Regions from separate parts of the Sus scrofa genome. Here region 1 is linked to region 2. A link is a contact called in public Hi-C data. All regions are on one chromosome and are shown on one strand. Each heading gives the region's core, a stretch centred on a gene start, on an enhancer-like site or on the middle of the called end of the contact. The rest is flanking DNA. Distances are from core to core; before and after follow the strand shown. Region 1 overlaps LOC100737060 (chondroitin sulfate proteoglycan 4-like). Region 2 has its middle 55 kb from the start of SNX18.

Evidence for each region. A called contact is a pair of places that touch in the nucleus more often than the background predicts.
Region 1: a contact with region 2 is called in a Hi-C map of fetal heart ventricle, with 1.6 times the contacts expected there. The contact joins two enhancer-like sites.

Annotation. Positions count from the first base shown.
Region 1 is chr16:33,980,005-33,985,043 of Sscrofa11.1, forward strand. All of the region lies in intron 12 of LOC100737060 (chondroitin sulfate proteoglycan 4-like), which reads right to left. Among named protein-coding and RNA genes, the nearest start is that of SNX18, 210 kb to the left of the region's middle. Within about 2 kb of position 2,992, at least 29 of the 83 cell types and tissues checked have an H3K27ac peak or open chromatin away from gene starts, as enhancers often do.
Region 2 is chr16:33,828,900-33,834,499 of Sscrofa11.1, forward strand. No RefSeq gene overlaps it. Among named protein-coding and RNA genes, the nearest start is that of SNX18, 55 kb to the left of the region's middle. Within about 2 kb of position 3,927, at least 3 of the 83 cell types and tissues checked have an H3K27ac peak or open chromatin away from gene starts, as enhancers often do.

The DNA.
Region 1 (5,039 bases), core at 1,742-4,241, 150 kb after region 2:
TGTAGGTCGACAGCTACAGCTCTAGCCTAGGAACTTCCATATGCTGCAGGTGTGGCCCTAAAAAGGAAATAAGAAAATAAATCAGCATTGTGCTTTTATGATTACTCCTCAATAAAATCACAGTCCCTATCTCAGGAACATGTTATCTTCCTTCTTTTGTATATGTTGATTGTTGGAATAATTTCCAAAGCCTCTTAAATGCCAACATTCTATTTCTGTGAGACATTTGTTAGTCTAATCAATTTATGAGGAACTGAAATATAAAGAGGTAAAAGTTAGGAGAATCTCAGTAGTAGAAAGAACACTGGAAGCAAGAGTCAGAAACTCTTTTTGAGTCAAGAATCTATTTATCTGATTGTGTAACTTTGGGGGGGGGAAATTAATCTCTCCAGGTTTATACCTCTATTTTTTTGTTGTTGTTGATTAATAAATCTCAGTCCAATTGGTCTATGATGTGAGAATAAATTAAATAAACATAAAAGCACCTTTGAAGCATAAAGTACCTGTGCCTGTGACCAAAAAAAATTACTAAAAGAACTCAAAAGAAATGTACATCAAGGATTCTAAATATGAAACATCCAAACAACATCAACATTCTAACTCAGTTGTTTTCATGATTGCTCGTGTAAAAAGTAGTAATAACAATAAAACAAAATAAAGAGATGATGTGGCTTTCCCATCGTGGCTCAGCGGAAACGAATCTGACTAGCATCATGAGGACACAGGTTCGATCCCTGGCCTCACTCAGTGGGTTAAAGATCAGGCATTGCTGTGAGCTGTGGTGTAAGTCGCAAACTCGGCTTGGATCCTGAGTTGCTGTGGCTGTGGCGTAGGCCAGCGGCCTTTGACCCCTAGCCTGGAAACCTCCATATGCCACAGGAGCGGCCATAAAAAAGATAAACAAAAAGAAAAAGAGAGAGAAAGAGATGATGTGTCAGGAGTTCCCCTTATGGCTCAATGGATTAAGAACCTAACATAGTCTCCATGAGGATTCGAGTTCAATCCCTGGCGTTGCTCAGTAGGTTAAAGATCCAGTGTTGCTGTAAGCTGTGGTGTAGGTCACAGACATGGCTCAGATCTGGTGTCGCTATGGCTGTGGCATAGGCCAGCAGCTGCAGCTCCAATTTGACTCCTAGCCTGGGAACTTCCATATGCCACAGGCGTGGCCCTAAAAAGACAAAAAAGAGAGAGAGATGGTGTGCCATAATGTGTGGACTGTGGTATGATGTTCAGTGATGTCCCTGTGGCCAAATACGTACCAAAGGGCAGACAATCACAGTGACATCATGGCAGTGATGCCATGATGTGATATTGTTTATGACATAATAATTCATCATTTATATGTTGGGCTGATAAAGTACTAAATTGCTACTTACTCTATATATCGTGTGATGAAAACTTTTTTGTGTGACCCTGATTCAGTTTTTGAACATTTTAGGTGAATGATCTTCAGGAAATCCTATCTTCTGACTAAGATTTTTTATTTTTTGTCGGGCCACCCTCTGCCTTCACTTTCCCTGTGACTAGAGAGTTCAAAGCAAAAACAACTTTTTTTTTTTTTTTTTTTTTTTTGGTCTTTTTAAAGGCCCTTCTTATGGCATATGGAAGTTCCCAGGCTAGGTGTTGAATCAGAGCTGCAGCTGTTGGCCTACATCACAGCCACAGCAATGTGGGATCCAAGCCACATCTGCGACTTATACCACAGCTCATGATGATGCCAGATCATTAACCCACTGAGTGAAGCCAGGGATTAGACATGCATCCTCATGGATACCAGTCAGATTTGGTATCTGCTGAGCCACAATGGGAACTCCCTCAAGCAGAAACTTATTAATTTTCAGGAGTTCTCGCTGTGGCTTAGAGGGTTGTTAACCCAACTGGTAACCATGAGGATGTGGGGTTCGATCCCTGGCCTCGCTCAGTCGGTCAGGGATCCAGCATTGCTGTGAGCTATGGTGTAGGTCACAGATGTGGCTTGGATCCTGCATTGCTGTGGCTGCAGTTCTGATTCGAGTCCCTAGCCTAGCAACTTCCATATGCTATAAGTGTGTCCCTAAAAAGTAAAAAAAAACCAAAAAAACAAAACAAAAAAAACCCCAAAACAAATAAACAAAAACATTAATTTTCAGCTAGAAATAGATCATGAAAACACATTTTGCATACACTTTTTTTCCATTCCCATCCTCCTGATCAGAGTAAACTGGTTGGAAATAACAGCCATGAAGTTTTAAGGATTGGTCTAAAGAAGGAAAAGGTGAAAACCATCAATGTTTTAATTGCTTGCTCTTCACCCTGTTAACGAGGGAGAGATTCTCCCCTAGGAATCATATGACACCTAACCCAGATGGGATTGGTGGCAGTTTGTTGTCCAGGGAAGGGAGGAGATACGGCACCATCAGAGCTGGACAGGAGTTGTACTTAGGAAAAAAGTGAACAAGAAGGGGCTGGGTTTGGGTCGGGGGTCAGGGTGAGAGGGTGAGGGGAGCAGTAGGCTTTATAGTAATAAGAGGATAAAGTGACTCCTGTTTTTACAAGAGTATGTGGTTGCCTTGTTTGAATAAATCTGTGGCCTGGCAGGGAAGTGAAGCCTAGTCTTCAGGGGTAAGCAGGTCTATGCCTCGTCCCTGGGTTAAGAAGGGTCAGAGGGGTTGTTTGTCTAGGAGACCCTCTCTGAGGGGCAGAGTGGGTAGCAGGATGCAGTTAGGCCACTCAAGGCCCTCTCAGTTTTAGATGGCAAGGTGGCACAACATATTAATTTTAGGCCTTACACCACAATAGAGATTACATAAACACACCTACTAATGTGGATCAAGGGGCTCATCGCTGGTAACTTGCAGGCATCCCCATAATTCATCACCTCCTACCCCTGCTCTTAAGTCAAACAATTAGTCCTTTCAAAACTGGAGATAAAATTAGGAATACTGGAAGCATTGTTGGGGCTGTTCCCAGCCTTGCTCCCTTGTTTAGAAAACTGTGGAAAGACCAGGGGCCCTCCCTGATGGCCTGCAGCCTGTGGTTGCACTGTCTCCAGGAGAGGGGCCCTGTGACTATTCAGACATGTGACTGTGATTCCCCGGGAGCAAACTAGGGTCTGGCCCAGCTCCATTTACTGAAACAAGGAAACAGTCAATTGGCCTTGTCAGTTGCTGTAGCTGTAACTTAGAAAAACAGAAGCCCAGTGATCACACTTAATGAAAATATAAAGTCTATAGTTAAGGCATTTATGGAAAATTTTAGCAGAATGTATTGACACTAGTTATAATTAGAGATACACATAAAAAGAGATACATGCTATGCTAAGTAATATAATTACTATTATAATATCTATGGTGTTCTACTCTCTGAATTTAAAACAATATAATTAATTGAAAATCTTTTTCCTGTACACAAAAGCAGTGATTTTGTCTTTTTTTTTAAGTTTTAAATGTTAAATGACGACATTTCAAATATACAGCCAAGTGCAGAAAATATCAACAGAAACTCATGTATCAATATCCCTTATTAACAGATGTTAACGTTTTGCTTTATTTGCTTCAGAAGCAATTTTCTCTCTCTCTCTCTCTCTTTTTTTTTTTTTTTTTTTTGGTCTTTTTGCCTTTTCTAGGGCCGCTCCTGTGGCATGTGGAGGTTCCCAGGCTAGGGGTCGAATCGGAGCTATATAGCTGCTGGCCTACGCCAGAGCCACAGCATCACAGGATCCGAGCCGTGTCTGGGACCTACACCACAGCTCACAGCAACGCCGGATCCTTAACCCACTGAGCAAAGCCAGGGATGGAACCCGAAACCTCATGGTTCCTAGTCGGATTTGTTAACCACTGCACCACCACAGGAACTCCAATTTTCTCTCTTTTTAAAAAAGAATATATTAAGTGCAGATAAAGCCACCCCATCCCATCCTCTATCTCTTTCCTCAGAGGTGACCACACTAACACAATATTTTCATGTATGTGTACTTAAACTTATATAGATTTACTCATTAAATGATACATACTATTCTTTTCTGTGCTTTAAATATTTGTATTAAATATTAGAAATCATACAGTACATTCCCTCTTGTAACTTGCTTTCCATAGCCACATGTTTTGCGATTTATTCACATTGATATGTATAGATCTAGTTTGTACATATTAGCTTTCTTTTTTTTTTTTCTTTTTCTTTTGGCCATGCCTGTGGCATGTGGAAGTTCCTGAGTTCCTCTGAAGCAGTGCTACAGCAGCAACCCTAGGCACTGCAGTGACAACACAGGATCGTTAACCCGTGGCCCACTGAGCCACACAGGAACTCCCATTTCAGCTTTCTATAGGATTTCAGTAAGTATACGTAGACCAGTTTATTTGTTCACTGGCCTACTGTGATATTCTGATCTATAATAAGGACATATTTGGTCTTTTCCTTGTTTCTGGCATAGAGCTCCTGAAACACTAGAAATGTCTTAAATGTTAAGAGCATAAAGGTGTCTTTTGTTATGTAAAGGAGGTAACTTTTGGAAAGCACCTCAGGCTGGGGGCAGGTTGCCAGGAGAACCAACCTTGTGATTGGAGGTTTGGAGTTTTCAGTCCCACCCCAACCACTGGGGAGAGGGGAGGGGCTGGAGGTTGAATCCACCAATGGCCAGTGATTTAATCTCGACATCACCTAAGTAATGAAGACCTCAGACCCAAAAGGAAGGGGTTCAGAGAGCTGCTGTTTGATGAACACATGTAGGTGTGGGGAGGGTGGTGTGTCCAGACAGCATGGACACGGGTTCAATCGCTGGCCTTGCTCAGAGGGTTAAGGACCCAGAGTTGCTGTGAGCTGTGGTGTAGATTGCAGACGTGGCTCAGATCTCAAGTTGCTATGGTGCTGGTGTAAGCCAGCAGCTGCAGCTCTGATTCCACCCCTAGCCTGGGAACTTCCATGTGCCACAAATGTGGCCCTAAAAAGCAAAAAAAAAAAAAAAAAAAAAAAAAAAGACATACACACAGAGAAATGCCATGAGATGAAGGCAGAGATGGGGGTAATGCGGCAAAAGTTGAGGAATACCAAAGATTGCTGGTGAA
Region 2 (5,600 bases), core at 2,677-5,176:
GATCTGCATCTGCCACCCGCACCACAGCTCGATGCAGCACTGGATCCTTAGCCCACTGAGAGAGGCCAGGGTTCAAAACTGTATCCTCACAGACACTATATCGGGTTCTTAACCCACTGAGCCATAAACTCCTGAAAGTGGGTTTTAAAGAATAAGCCTGGCTCGGGTTCACTTGGGAGTAAAGGAGGATGAATGTCTCTTCTGCTTCTTCCTAGGCTCTCTTCTGAACTGTTCCTAGGACTCCTTCTCCCTCCCTTATACTGGGGACTGGGTTATCTGGGAAGCTTCCAGCTTACCAATCAACAGTCAACAACAACAACAACAACAACAAAAAGATTCCCAGTCTGGTAAAGGCTAGCAAGGCTTGTGGGCAGCTGGCCATTTTGGGATCTCTTGTCCAGGTGGAGCCTCCCCATCACCATCTTCCCTATCAAAGTCCTCCATGTGGGTGGTGGTCGTTTTATTTAACCCAATCTCTATGCAAGTTACTGTTGCAACACAGCAAAATATCCAGTTGCCAATGTCTGTTTGGATCTAAAGATACAGAGCATGCTGTGTCAGGGGACAAACCCAGAGATACCACCACAATTATAGCCAGCTGGCACTTACTCACCAGACTAAGCTCAGGTCCTTTACCAAGGCAATGGCACTTCTAGCTCTTCCCAGGGCATCCGAGATCTAAAAAAGCCAACCTGTTGTTTAGACTGCCTGTAAGAGTTGGCCTCTGCCCCGGCCCAGGCCTAGGCACCGGGCATCCTAAAAATGGGAAGTAGAGAGCTTTGAGGAGTAAAACTCAGTCCACGGCTAAAACTCTTGCTTTCAAAGTTTTAAAGGCTTCTGGGGAGTTCCCATTGTGGCTCAGTGGGCTCAGAAACTGACATAGTGTCTGTGAGGATGAGGGTTCAATCCCTGGCCTCACTCAGTGAGTTAAGGATCCAGTGTCGCCACAAGCTGTGGCATAGGTCAAAGATGTGGCTCGGGTCCAGCATTGCTGTGCCTGTGGTGTAGGCCGGCAGCTGCAGCTCCAATCTGACCCCTAGCCTGGGAACTTCCATGCCACAGGTGCAGCCCCCAAAAGAAAAAACGAAACAAAACAAAACACAAACAAACAAAAACCCCAAAACAAAAAAAACTTAAAGGCTTCAGGTCCCCTTGTTAGGAAAAATTAGGAAAGAGAACAGGTCCCTGGAACTAAGCATCTTAATCCCATATCCTTTACTATATTTTTAAAAAATCTCTCAGACGGCAGCAGTTGCCTGTGTCTTAAATTGAAATTATTTGTGGCTGGGTCAGAATAGTCACCCTCGGGAAATCACGAGATATCCCATGAGCATTGACTAGAAAAGTGCACGACACAGTTAGATGGTTTCAATGGTACCATGTTTTAAAAAAAATTTTGTGTTTATATTTTGTTCTAAATGTAGAATCTCTTTAGACATTTAAAAAAGAAAAGAAAAGCAAACTACATAACTTACTATCATTAGCTTTCAAATAAATAAACCAACTCTGACATTGGTTGTGGGGGAGAGGGTTAGGAAGGGCGTCTAAGTTTTTCCTCCTTCCAAATCTCATCTGTCCTTGAGAGTTTGCTCCAAGTCCCTTCATTATAAGGCCTTCCTGAGTCAAAACAGCCCATATTCACCTCTTTCTTCTCTAAACTGCTATAAAAAAAAAAAAAAAAGATTTAGTACCACATAATTTAGTCCTTCTTTTTTTGTTGTTTTTTTGTTTTTTTGTTTTTTTCCAGAAAAGGGCATTTTTTTAATTCAAGTAAGTGTAAATAGGAAACCAGAGGTGTGTGGGGGGGTGCAGCCTGGGACACATAACGGCTGCCTCCTCCCTGACAGAACGTGGAGAAGGCGGCCCCTACACCTGACAGTCAACACAGGGCCCCCTCCTTACTCTGCTGCAGCACAGTGCTTCTTTGTAAACCATTAAACGCACTGTTCGTGTTTCCCCAACAAGATGGCAAGGTATTTTAGAAATGCCTTTCTGTTCTCTGTTTCTGCTAGAGAACAGAAAACATGGATCCTGTAGGCTTCTTTTTTTTTTTTTTTTTTGTCTTGTCTTTTTTGTTGTTGTTGTTGTTGTTATTGTTGCTATTTCTTGGGTCGATCCCGCGGCATATGGAGGTTCCCAGGCTAGGGGTTGAATCGGAGCTGTAGCCACCGGCCTACGCCAGAGCCACAGCAACGCGGGATCCGAGCCACGTCTGCAACCTACACCACAGCTCACGGCAACGCCGGATCGTTAACCCACTGAGCAAGGGCAGGGATCGAACCCGCAACCTCATGGTTCCTAGTCGGATTCGTTAACCACTGCGCCACGACGGGAACTCCAGGCTTCTTGACATCTCCTAAACACTGAGCACACTTCTGAGAGCATTGTAGGTATGATCAGCACTTTCTGAATAAAAACACTGAACATCTAAGTGGGGCTTTTTTCAGGAGCCAGATCTAGCTCTGAGTCTTCACTTTACAACAGGTGAAGCTCAGGTTCGGTGTGGTCCAGGGCTGGACACAGAGAAGGTGTGTCATGGTGATGTCAATCACTCCTTGTTGACAGTCGTGAGTGGCAGGGGGACACACTGGTTAATGCCATATGACACCACTTGTTTGTGGAATCTAAAATATGGTACAAATGAACCTATCTACAAAACAGAAACAGACTCACAGACATAGAGAACAGACTGGTGGTTGCCAAGGGGGAGGGGGAAGAAGTGGGATGGATGGGGAATTTGGAGTTAGTAGATGCAAACTGCTACATTTAGAATGGATAAGCAAAGAGGTCTTACTGTACAGTCCAGGGAACTATATACAATCTCTCAGGATAGAACATGAGGAAAAAAAATTGTGTGTGTGTGTGTGTGTGTGTGTGTGTGTGTGTGTGTGTGTGTGAGACTGGGCCGCTATGCTATACAGCAGAAACTGGCACAACACCGTAAATCAACTATACTCCCTAATAAATTTTTTTTTTTTAAAGAGAATAGTCAGGAATTCCCGTTGTGGCTCATTGGAAACGAATCTGACTAGTATCCATGAAGACACAGATTTGATTCCTGGCCTCGCTCAGTGGGTTAAAGATCCTGTGTTGCCAGGAGCTGTGGTGTAGGTCGCATACCCAGCTCGGATCTGGTGTTGCTGTGGCTGTGGTGTAGGCCAGCAGCTGTAGCTCAGATTTGACCCCTAGCCTGGGAACTTCCATATGCTGCAGGCATGGCCCTGAAAAGCAAAAATCCCCCAAAAACCAACCAACCAACCAAGCAAACAAAAGAATAGTCAGCAAACCTGGGCTCAGATCTAATTTTTCCCACCTATTAGCTCTGTGGCATTAGACAAGTTACTTTACTAAACTATACTTTACTTGTGTATAAAATAGGAATAAAAATAGTACCACCTCAGAACATTTTTTTTTCAGGAATAAAATTAGTTGTGTAGAACCATATGTCCCACTTCACCAGTTGGGTATGTAAGTAATGTAATTCCACCTACTGCCTGAGAATATGCCACTTGAGGGCCCACATGTCTAGATTAGGAAAGGTTATAATATTATTTCTTCCTTGTGTCCCATTTCCAATGGCCAGCCTGGAGACTCAGAAGTGCCTACTCGGTTTCAAGGGTCAGCCCTGGATCTTCTCACCTTGGTGGGGTTCCAGGCTCCCAAATGACCTCACCTACAGCTATGCTGCTGCCAGATCCTGATGCTGGCATTCCATTGCAGCCTGGGCAATCTATAGCAGCACTTCACAGCCACTGTCAATCCTGCAAGGGCTTCTCAGCCAGGAGAGAAGCTGTTTCTGGGTTCCTGATGTTACAACTTTTTAATTGAACTTCCCCAACTGCTGGGGTTTACTCTGGGTCAAGGGGAATAATCAAACCATATATAACCCCCAATGGCTTCTGGAGCTAAGATGGGAGGATATGTTGCCAAAAAGTGTCATCTGGTCCAAGGTTAAAAACCATGATTTCAATCATGCCCTTGTGTAACTGGAGCCTAGCTATTGGTATTTGTGGCTTTATTTGAAAAGATTAATAATAGGCCAGGTGCCTATGCATCAAGGGCCTATGAAAGATAGTTGGGGACACAGAAATGTCAACAGCAAAAACAAAAACTGTCCCTAGTCTGCTTCATTGCATGTAGGGAATCATTAAAGATTACATGGCACTTAGGAAAAAGGTTTCTCTTCTTTAGAACTGGGAGGTTTGCGGGGATGGGGGGCGGGGGGAGGTGTTCCAATAGCTAACCACCAGAAGAATAAGGAGGCCCAGTTTTGCTTCACATGGGTGTGTGGTCTTGGAAGGTGACCAAACCCCAAGTACAAAGACCCATCTCTGGCTGTGCTGTGGAAGTGCCTCGGCGTACTTGAGACCACGTTTTCTGGGCCAGACTGGCCAGGCTGGAGGGCCCCGCACATTTCTTTGACTATGGACTTGCAGCCTTTGTCAGTTACTCATGGATAAAATGTAAGGTCAGAAGATAATACGAAGATCTTCATGCCCTGATAAACTTCCTGCTTTCTGCCTGGGAGCACTGAGTGGGGATCTGGCCACACAAAATCAGGCAGCAGGAGGGCTCAAAGGCTGTGCATTCTTTTGTGTTGGTGGGTGGAGTGGGTGGGGTGGGTGGGAGCAACAAAGGCCTGGTCCCACCCTCTTGGTGTTTTGTCACACTAGCCTTTGTGATCTTGCATAAAGGGACATGGGACTTCCTGAGCATTGTGAGTGTTTGCTGGGCCCGGTTTGTGTGGGATTTGTAGGAGAGTGTCCCTAGAGTGAGGGACAAATTATTTGGTAAGGTTGTGACTGTAGCAGGAGTATAAACAAAGTTCTGCAACCTAGGACTCTTCAGATGGCCAAGTTCAGTGTCAGGTTGTAAGTTCTTTTACACTGTAATGTCCTTTAGACACCCCCAAACCCTTCACTAGTAACTATTTACACTACACTAGAATGTGGTCAGATGAAGCTACAAGGAAAGAAGGGACAGAGCTGGTCGTGGGGCAGAGCTTGCCCACATCACCCTTCTGTGAAGCCAAGGAAAGTTGGGACAGGAAGGAGCCTATAGATGAGCAGTGGTGTGACGTATGAACAGGCATATATGCAGGTGCCACAAATATAGCAGAGGAAAGGACACTTGCTGGGGAAAAAGGTTTGTAAGGTTAATGGCAAACTATTTTGACTCTTTCTCCACAGCCCCTCTTCAAGGAAGGAAGCTTACTATGCACAATTCCAGATGGCACAGTTAAAGCCTTGCCCATCCAGGAAAATGTTCCCCTTGTGTTTCCAAATGTTGTTGGAACCTCTACTCTCAGTGAATTATTTAAATGTAAGGACCCATTGCCTTACCCTGTCAACAAGTTTTGGTCCAAGCTATCATAGTCCATCCAGCATCTTTTAATAATTTTGAGTGTCAAAAAAAAGCAGGGAAGAATTCCTCTTGTGGCTCAGAGGATTACAAACCCAACTAGAATCCATGAGGATGAGGGTTTGATCCCTGGCCCTGCTTAGTGGGTTAAGGATCCAGCGTTGCCATGAGCTGTGGTGTAGGTCACAGATGTGGCTCAGATCCCGCGTCGCTGTGGTTGTGGTGTAGGCTGGCAGCTG